Regions from separate parts of the Mus musculus genome. Here region 1 is linked to region 2. Evidence: chromatin contacts called from public promoter capture Hi-C data. All regions are on one chromosome and are shown on one strand. Each heading gives the region's core, a stretch centred on a gene start, on an enhancer-like site or on the middle of the called end of the contact. The rest is flanking DNA. Distances are from core to core; before and after follow the strand shown.

What was found. Promoter capture Hi-C pulls out the DNA fragments that hold promoters and counts their contacts.
Region 1: a promoter capture Hi-C map of trophoblast stem cells shows a contact between it and region 2, with 2.7 times the contacts expected there. The contact joins the enhancer-like site here to the promoter of Tmem215 in region 2. A contact is called at or near these places in 1 of 39 promoter capture datasets (trophoblast stem cells), 1 of 484 Hi-C or Micro-C datasets (cerebral cortex), 2 of 115 datasets of contacts at active chromatin or transcription factors (embryonic stem cells and stem cell-derived neural progenitor cells) and 2 of 9 other capture datasets (liver and pancreatic islet).

The regions. Positions count from the first base shown.
Region 1 is chr4:40,646,231-40,650,603 of GRCm38.p6, reverse strand. No RefSeq gene overlaps it. Among named protein-coding and RNA genes, the nearest start is that of Aptx, 55 kb to the left of the region's middle. Within about 2 kb of position 1,258, at least 18 of the 459 cell types and tissues checked have an H3K27ac peak or open chromatin away from gene starts, as enhancers often do. A contact at or near this core is called in trophoblast stem cells, where this site is marked.
Region 2 is chr4:40,470,444-40,475,393 of GRCm38.p6, reverse strand. Tmem215 (transmembrane protein 215) reads right to left here and starts at 3,214. Exons shown (of 2, transcript NM_177175.4): 1 at 1,790-3,214; 2 at 1-1,533. The coding sequence starts at 1,469. The coding sequence ends at 762.

The sequences.
Region 1 (4,373 bases), core at 9-2,508, 180 kb before region 2:
GAGGCAGAGGCAGGTGGATTTCTGAGTTCGAGGCTAGCCTGGTCTATAGAGTGAGTTCCAGGACAGGCAAGGTTATACAGAGAAACCCTGTCTCGAAAAACCAAAAAAAAAAGAAGAAGAAGAAGAAGAAGAAGAAGAAGAAGAAGAAGAAGAAGAAGAAGAAGAAGAAGAAGAAGAAAAAGAAGAGAGGAGGAGGAGGGGGAGGGGTGGGGGGAAAGGGGAGGAGGGAAGGGTAGGGTGACAAGGTATGGGGAGGGGGAGAAGCTGCTGCTGCTGCCCTGCTGCCCCTCTGCCACCACCACCGCCACCTCCTCTTAGGCATCCCACGGGCCAGTCTTATTTTCTCAATTGAGTCTCTTTATCATGTTGCCCCCCCTGCCCCAGTCAATCAGGACAATTTTATTATTTTCATAGCTGTTTTAGTGATGAAGGATAATGAGTGGACTTTTGTTGTCATCGTTGTGTTGGGGACTAAGCCCAGCATCTGTGCTTACTAAGCATGCATTCTACCACAGCAAACCAGTGCCCCCTCCCATGCAGTAAAACTGATATTAGATAATACACCAGAGGCTGCTGAGGCTTTGCTTAAAGGTGAATGGTAATGAACCTTGACATAAAAAGTAAACCAGGTTTAGGCAGGGTGTGGTGGCACACGCCTTTAATCCCAGCACTTGGGAGGCAGAGGCCAGCCTGGTCTACAAAGTGAGTTCCAGGACAGCCAGAGCTACACAGAGAAACCCTGTCTCAAAAAACCAAAAAAAAAAAAAAAAAAAAAAAAAAAAAAAAAGTAAACCAGTCTTATCCTGCAATAGTAGATTAAGAAGATTAAAAAATAATTCTTGACAGCTTTGCCCCTCTGAATAAATGGTTGGTTATGGGTAACCCCACTTTACAAAGTAAACTAAAGTTAAGGCAGAGTACAAAGTGGACTCCTTGTTAGCTTAGTTAATGCCTACGGCCAATAATAAAAAGGTGTCTGCCTCCTGCACATGCATGTGCACCTCCAGCTTTCTCAGCCCTTGTCATCCCTTGTCACCTCTGCTCCATTGAGAAACCCACCCCAGAAGAACCCCCTCTCTCTAGTCTCCTTCTCCTGCGCTTCCCTCCCAAGCTCAGCCTGAAGGCAGACGAGCCCACTCACAGATGAGTGTCAACTGTGTGGGTGGCTGCCTGGCCTCCTTTCTCCGTAAAGGGACATAAGGCACACTTGGGACAGCCTGCCAACACTCCTGCCTCACTGCTGGCCAGTTCCTCTTCCTGTCTTGCAGGGGAACTGTCCTCCATTCTCTCTGAGTCACTCCCTGTGCCTGAAATATTGCAGAGATAGGTGACTCACGGTGGACTGGACACATTCAGAGGTGTTTGAAGCCAGTATGGCGGTGTCCCTGGGTGCCAGACTTTAACAGCAGGACCCAAGCTACTAGGGAGTTGCCCTTCAGGAGTTCCTTGCCCCTAGGCTACTCCATGCAGCAGGACTGGGATACATGGATGCTGCTGGAAATGGTGGGTGTGGCCAGCAGTCCTCACTGGGTGCCCCACCCGCTGCTGGCTGCCTGTTTGGTGAGAGAAAGGTTATCATGGCTGAATGTGTGTGCCCCATCTCCAAAGTCATGTTTTGAGCCTGTTTCCCAGTGTAATGGTGTTGGGTCTGGTGACCTTGGAAACAATTAGGTGTAGATGATGTGATATGGACTCCACATGATGAGATCATGCTTTGCTGTAAGAAAAGTAAGAGAGAAATGGAACATAGCTCAGTGGTAAGTACCGTGCTTGCTTAGCATGCACAAGGAAGGCCCTGAGTTCAGTCTCCCCCTAACATGCACACATGCATGCAGCATGCAGATGCACACATACAAGAGGGCAGGGATTTTTCTCTCCAAGGAAGATGCACATGAACTCACTGTTAGATGGCAGCTATCTCTCTTTGAGTGAGGATGAGCACGGTTAGCAAGAACCAAATCTTCCATCACCCCCATCATGGACTTCCTAGCAGCTCTCTGAGCTAAGTAGTCTCTGGTGCTTTGTTACAGCAAAGACTAGGGCCTTTCCATACAGCGGACCACAATGGGGCGTCTGCTCTCTGTGTTTTCAAACCGTAGATACCATCTGAAGTATAAATTCTTGTTCCCATAATTTAAAAATTTCTCACACATATATATATTTCAGTAATACATATGTGTTTATATGTTAATATTTGCATAATGCATTATTATTTCTTATTTAAGTAAGGTTATGGCAGAAATATACATTATGCAATTTGAAGAGATCCTCAGGGTAAAAAAAACACCTTTTCTGTAGTCTCAGATGATTTTAAATTGATCTTCTATAGCATGGCCTACTTTTGTATTCTCTCTCTCTCACATTATTATTATTATTATTATTATTATTATTATTATATCTTAAAGAAATGAACCTGGAACATGTCAAATCCCTGAACCATTCAGAATCTCGTTTACATGTATGACCATTATTTTTGTTATGGTTTTGACACAGGTCTCATGTCACCATCTGGGCCTTGAACTCACGATGTAGCAGGAGATAACCTTGAACTGATGACCCTCCTGCCTCCAGCTTGTGAGTGCTAGGACTATAGGCATGCACCTCCTGGTTTATGCAATACTAGAGCCCAGGGCTTCATGCACACCAAGCAAGCACTGTACCGACAGAGCTACGACCTTATGTCTATTTTTTATACTGTGCATCTTCTGTATCACTGTGACATTTTGAATAAGTAGCATTTCTATAATTATTTGAACTTCTATTCTGTTGCCACCGCAGTGGTCACCACAGTCTGTTTTTCCTCTGACTTGCCAGGTTCTAGGTACTGTCAGCTTGGGCAGCTGGCTGAGGAGTTACAAGGTAAGGCTGTGTGGGTGGTAAGGTCCTTGCTGGGCCTTGTACATCTCAGCAAGTCATGCTACTTTTCGTGGGAAACACAGCTCCATGGTGGGGAATGTCTGAGTTACAGTGCTCGTCCTCAGAGCTCTGGTTTTTCTGTTGTGGTAAAAGTTTGTCACTGATAAGTGGATATTAACCCAGAAACTTAGTATAGCGAGATATAAGGTACAATATGCAAAACATATGAAACTGAAGAAGAACGAAGACCAAAGTGTGGACACTTTGCTCCTTCTTAGAATTGGAAACAATCACCCATGGAAAGAGTTACAGAGACAAAGTTTGTAGCTGAGACAAAAGGATGGACCATCTAGAGACTGCCATATCCAGGGATCCATCCCATAATTAGCCTCCAAACGATGACACCATTGCATACACTAGCAAGCCTTTGTTGCAAGGACCATGATATAGCTGTCCCTTGTGAGACTAGGCTGGGGCCTAGCAAACACAGAAGTGAATGCTCACAGTCAACTATTGGATGGATCACAGGGCCCCCAATGGAGGAGCTAGAGAAAGTACCCAAGGAGCTAAAGAGATCTGCAACCCTATCGGTGGAACAACATTATGAACTAACCAGTACCCCAGAGCTCTTGACTCTAGCTGCATATGTATCAAAAGATGGCCTAGTCGGCCATCACTGGAAAGAGAGGCCCATTGGACTTGCAAACTTTATATGCCTCAGTACAGGGGAACGCCAGGGCCAAAAAATGGGAATGGGTGGGTAGGGGAGTGGGGGGGGTGTGTGGGGGACTTTTGGGATAGCATTGGAAATGTAATTGAAGAAAATACGTAATAAAAAAATATAAACATAAAAAAAAGTTTGTCTCACTGGTGTTTCTTTGCAGGAACTTTTGATTTTGCTTGTCTGATGATTCATGGATTAACAGTTTCTTATCTTGAAATTCCTTATTTGTAGCCTAAAAAACTTGAGAGTAAGTGAATAAAAAACAAATAAATTATTGAAACAAAACAAAACAAAACAAAACAAAACCCTGAGAGTTAATCTTTGGTTACCAATTCTATGTGGCTCCAGATGAGCTCCCCAGGGGCTCATTTCTTTCTTTCTCTTTTTCCCCAGTTCAGACTTATTTTTACTTTCTTGTAAAGATTGTTCTCAGTAGCTCATGTTCTCCCCCAACTCCCCTTTTTTTGACAGAGTTTAGCCCTAGTGCTCAGGCTGGCCTTGAACTTATGATCTTCTCGCTTCTGATTCCAACTGCTAGGATTACAGGTGAGTGCCAGGGCATCTATTAGTTATTCTTATTTCTATTCTCATCATTTTATTTCTGTTTCTGTTTTTTTAAAAATTATTATTATTGTTCTGAGACATGGTTTCTCTGTGTAGTCCTGGCTGTCCGGAACTTACTTTGTAGACCAGGTTGGCTTCGAACTCAGAAATCTGCCTGCCTCTGCCTCCCAAGTGCTGGGATTAAAGGTGTGCTCCACCACACCCGGCCCTGTTTCTGTTTTTTACCTTT
Region 2 (4,950 bases), core at 1,965-4,464:
ACAACAAGCCATTTTGTACCTGGTAAGGAAATACATCAGTGTGAATAAATATTTTAAAAACTTCAGATAAAGTCCCAGCCACTCAGCTCAAATGAAGACTTTAAGAAGTAACATGACCACCTAAAATATTAATGTTTCACATAGCATAATCAACACTTTATTTGAAACCATGATCTTGTCGGGATTCAATTATACATTTCAACAATTTTAACTACCCTCACTCCAAAACCCATCCCATATCAGGAGGATTCACCTATTCTATCTTGATTTTTATGTCTTTCAACAATTACCATGTGTGAAAAGCTATCATCAGGCAAAAAAACAAAGCAAAACAAAAACCAAACCATATAAAGGAACATACAATTTTCCTTCATGTTCTTCAAACACAAAGCAGCCGGTTTCTGTGTGAATAGCCCCTGCATCATTTGACCCCTAGCAGCTAACGCTCCCTAGATTTACCTGACAGCAAGCACTTTTTGGGCTGTTTTACAAAGCAATCAACATTGTTTAATTTGTTCAGAAGCAAATGGAACTTTCTTCCTGTTTACTGTCTCTTCCCAGTGTCCTTAATTCTCCGTACTTCCCTAAACTATGCCCCCAACATGCCTATTTACATGAGTATCAGGCACCAGAGGTCTGCACCCCCATCACATACCGTGCCAGTTTCTAACAGTGTGAAGGCTGTTGGAGCACAGATTCTCTTTCCTTGGGAGCTGAGTATAGCAATGTGTCTGTCAACATGGGACCCTTGTATGAACAGGTCAGACTATTGTCTCGTGGTCCCACCTGCCTTGGCTCTGGTTGATGTAGCAACAGTATCTGTCATAGGGGCTGTTTTGCTTGTAGGAGCAAACGATGATACTGTCCTGGGGCACAAAGAAGATGCTGTCCTCGGGCTCAGGGCGGTCAGATCTGTCCCAGGCTGAGCACTTGGCATCCAAGGCACTGTAGGCGAGGGAACTGGCCGAGGGGCAATAGCCATCCAGGTATCTGGATGTCTCTTCCTGCCGCCCACTCTGGACTAGACTCTGGCATTCTCCTTCCTCTGTAGGAGTGGGGGTAGTAACGGAGCTGGCCATAGGCACCTCACCTGGTCCCTGTGGGAGCTGCTTGCCTCTGAGGCCTGCCTTCTTAGCCAGTTCATCCGAGCTCCCTTTGCCTGACTCCAGGTCTGATGGGGTCCTCAGGAGTTCCACCACTTCCTTGTCCTTGGGCTTCCGGAAGCAGGGTAACTTGCGGACCCAGAGTAGCTCATTCTCTGGCCACTTGGTGCAGCCTTCGGTTTTCCTGGCCAGAGCAATGGCGGCGATGCCTGGTAGGCAGATGGCTGGCCCGATGGCCAACAGAGGGATGTTCCCCAGAGTTTCCCCCTTCATGCCAGAGACAGTGAACATGAAACCAAAGACCAGGAAAACACTGACCAGGGCCACCACCAGCCCAGTCCTCGGATTTATGTCATCAGGCCGCATCTTTCACTCCATCCAGCTTGGGGCTGCCTGGTAGCCAGGGAGTAGTACCCTTTTGCTTTTTTTTCTGTGGGAGGTGAAACCACAGGGGTTAAAAAGAATCCAATCCAACTTCCTACCCACTAACTCTTTCTTGCTATCTCTGACTTCTCTCTCTCTCTCTCTCTCTCTCTCTCTCTCTCTCTCTCTCTCTCTCTCTCTCTCTCTCTCTCTCTTTCTCTCTCTCTCTCTCTTCCTCTTTCCTCCCCTCCCTCCCCCATCACTATTGCAACCCGTTCTATCTCATACCAACATGTGTCAAAGAAGTATGGTCACCGAGTTACCTGAAGGCTCCTGCCACCTCTCAGTGTCTCCAGAAAGCTTTGTATGGGCTGTCCCTCTGTTCTCTTCTTGGATTCCGAGAGCCAAGCCTGGTTTTTCCCCACCGACACTGCACAGGAGGGGGGGGGGGACGAGGAGGGGAGGAGGGAGATGGGTTAGAGGAGGAGGGTCTTTCCCAGCCGCTGCGAGTAGGTAGCCAGAGCTCTAGAAGCGGAGCCTGGGCGCAGCGGATCGGAGTGGGCGCGCGGCGCTGCCGGCGGGGAGGGAGGACTCCGTCCGGGCAGGAGGAAAGCGCGCGAGCCTGGCCGCCTTACATCACTTGCACCGCGCTGGGAACAGAGATGGACGCGCGGGGGCGCGAGGGGGTCAGAGCCCAGCGGCCGCGGGAAGCGGGCTGCTGGGGGGCTCTCGTCGCGGTGCAGCAGGCGGGTGGCTTGGACCGGTGTCCGTGCGGCTGCCATAAACCGGAGCCCAGAGCTCCTTGCCCACGGGGCAGCTGGTGCACCGTCCTAGTCTGGGTTCCAAATTCAGGATCTAAGGGCTCTGGCGACAACGTGAGAGGATGTTGGAGACTGACTCTCTTGGCCAGTTCCACATTTCCTGAGCAAATGCCCCTGCCCCGACAGCAACCAGGTTCCCCAGGACTGTCTCTGCCTCTGCCTCTCCCAGGCAGCTCCACCAGGCGCAAGATACCCTCGAAGAAGCTGGGTCGCAGGCTGCTTCTGCCTGACCTGAGCGTCCCGGGAGAGCACCCAGGCGGTAGGAGCACGAAGGTCAGGCCTCCGGGTCCTGCCTGTGCTTAGAAGTCACCAGAGTCTCCTCCGCTGGACTCCCATCTTTGCACTTGGCAGAAAGTATCCTTGGAAACTCAATCCCACAGACGTGGTTCCAACCACACTGGAGCCAGGAGGAAGGGCTTCTGGTTCTGATCTTCATTCAGGGAGCCCACAGGACAGACTTTGGTTTGGAGGGTCAGGCCCAACCGGTGACAAGAGACAAGACTCTTCTGTCTTGCTAGTCTCAGTCCAGTGTCTGCCCGCGGAATATAGGGTTCTCTTGTCTCTAGGGAAGATTAGATGTGGTTGCGATCCTTCACCTGGTCTGTTTAAGGTAGAGGAAAGGAATTAGGAAGGCAAAAAATTACGTTCTTTCATGCCAAGTCTTGACTTGGTGGAAAGAATGTTGACAACCAGACCTTCTCCACCTAGGCTGGCCCTGTGTACCAGAATCAGTCATCAGGAGACTATTAACAACAGATGTCTGAGCAAATGCTATGACGACTACAGAAGCGTAAATTCCTAGCACAAGGCTTTGGTGCGTGGTTCCTGTTCAAAATGCACAGAAAGGTACACGTACTCTTTTCTGCTCATATCGTGTGCTTATAGTGCTCTCAGCACGTAAGGCAGGATCCAAGTCAATGGAGACCTGTCTGTCCGTGTAGACGAGGACTTTGGCTTTATCCACTGAACAGCGAAGAACACTAGGAGGGTTTTAGGCGGAGATTAAGTGTTCACGTTTTTTGACAGATGGTGCCAGCAGATTAGAGGGTGTGAATCTGTGCCTGGAGACTTGTTCATGAAGCAAAGCAAGACAGGACATGGCCCCAAGAGTGCCAGGCTGAGAGAGGTGTTTGGAAGAAAGTGAGTCTGAAGGACGGTTAAGGATGGGTCCGACCACCCTGGCTTGAGGCAGAGAGGTGGTCTCCCTGGTTTCTCACTTCACCCAGGGTTATCAGAGGGCAGGCTTCTTCTCCTTTTTATTCTTTTGTTTATCATGTTTGCCTTTTATATTCATACTTATCACATAGCTGGCCGCACTTCTGGGCACATAAGAATGAAGAAAGGGGAAAAGGCAGACAGCTAAAGTGAGGTGTCAGGTGCGTGGCCATTTCGATCAGGAAAGGGGTAGTTTGTTTGTTTGTTTGTTTGTTTTTAATAGCATCTTCACTCTCATAGACATCTGCTTTGTTTGACAGATGTATCTGGACTACAGAGGAGCCTGGAACTGGTCTGTCAGTCTGTTTCCCAGACTCACTGCTGCTCTGGAAGTTGGTTTTGTTAAGGAAAAGGGAAGCAACCAGCTCCAATTACTGAACACATTTCTCTCCCGGAAAACCCCTTTCTCATCCTTTACTAATAATACCCACTGTCTTACCCTTCTTCCATGGTAGTTTCAAATAGCCTGGGAAGCTGGGAAGCTTCTAAGCCTTTTTCACTTGCCCTGTCCCCTCAGCTCCAAGGCTATAGTGTTCAGCTGTGTGTTTGATATTGCCGTTTGGATCATCTACAGACACCTCATGCTCAAATGTCCCAGGCTGAACTTACCTGTTCTCCATGCTTCTCTTTTTCAGTAAGTCCTATTTATCCCATACACCAACAGCATAGCTGGGACTCTAAAGAAGCTTTTTTTTTCTTTACTCTGAAGACGTTTTTTTTCTTTTTCTTTTTTTGTGTGTATTCTTCTCTCATATACTGACTGCAGTTTCCCTCCCTCCCCTGCCTACAATCTCTACCTCCCTCAGATCTACCCCTCCCCCATCTCCCCTCAGAAAAGAGTAGGCCTCCCAGGGACATAAACCAAATATAGTATAACAAGCCACAGTAATAGTAGACACATACTCTCACATCAATGCTGGTGGAGGCTACCTAGTAGGAGGAAAACAGACCCAAACGCAGGCAAAAGAATCAAAGATAGTTCCCCCACTCCCATTGTTAGGAAGAGCGGGAGAAAAGCAAGCTACACAACCATATCATATACACAGAGGATCTGGGTCAGACCCATGCAGGCTTCCTGATCTCTCCGAGCCCATTTGAGTCCCTGTTCATTGGTTCTGTGGGGCATGTTCTTATGATGTCCTTGATCCCTCTGGCTCCTCCAGTCCTTCCTCCCTCTCTTCCACAGGATTCCCCGATCTCTGCCTACCATTTGACTGTGGGTCTCTGCATCTGCTCCCATCAGTTGCTGGATGAAGTCTCTCTGATGACCATTATGTTAGGTTTCAGTCCCAGCACATCCTGCAGGCATGAAAAACTGTAGGTGGGAGGGTTGGTGGCTAGGTGGCTATACAAGTCAGCACTCCTACTAGCAATGAGGGAGTGTTCCACTTGAGGTCTTCCCTGGTTATAGAGGATAGCCGGTTCAGGCTCTGCCTCCCCATTATTAG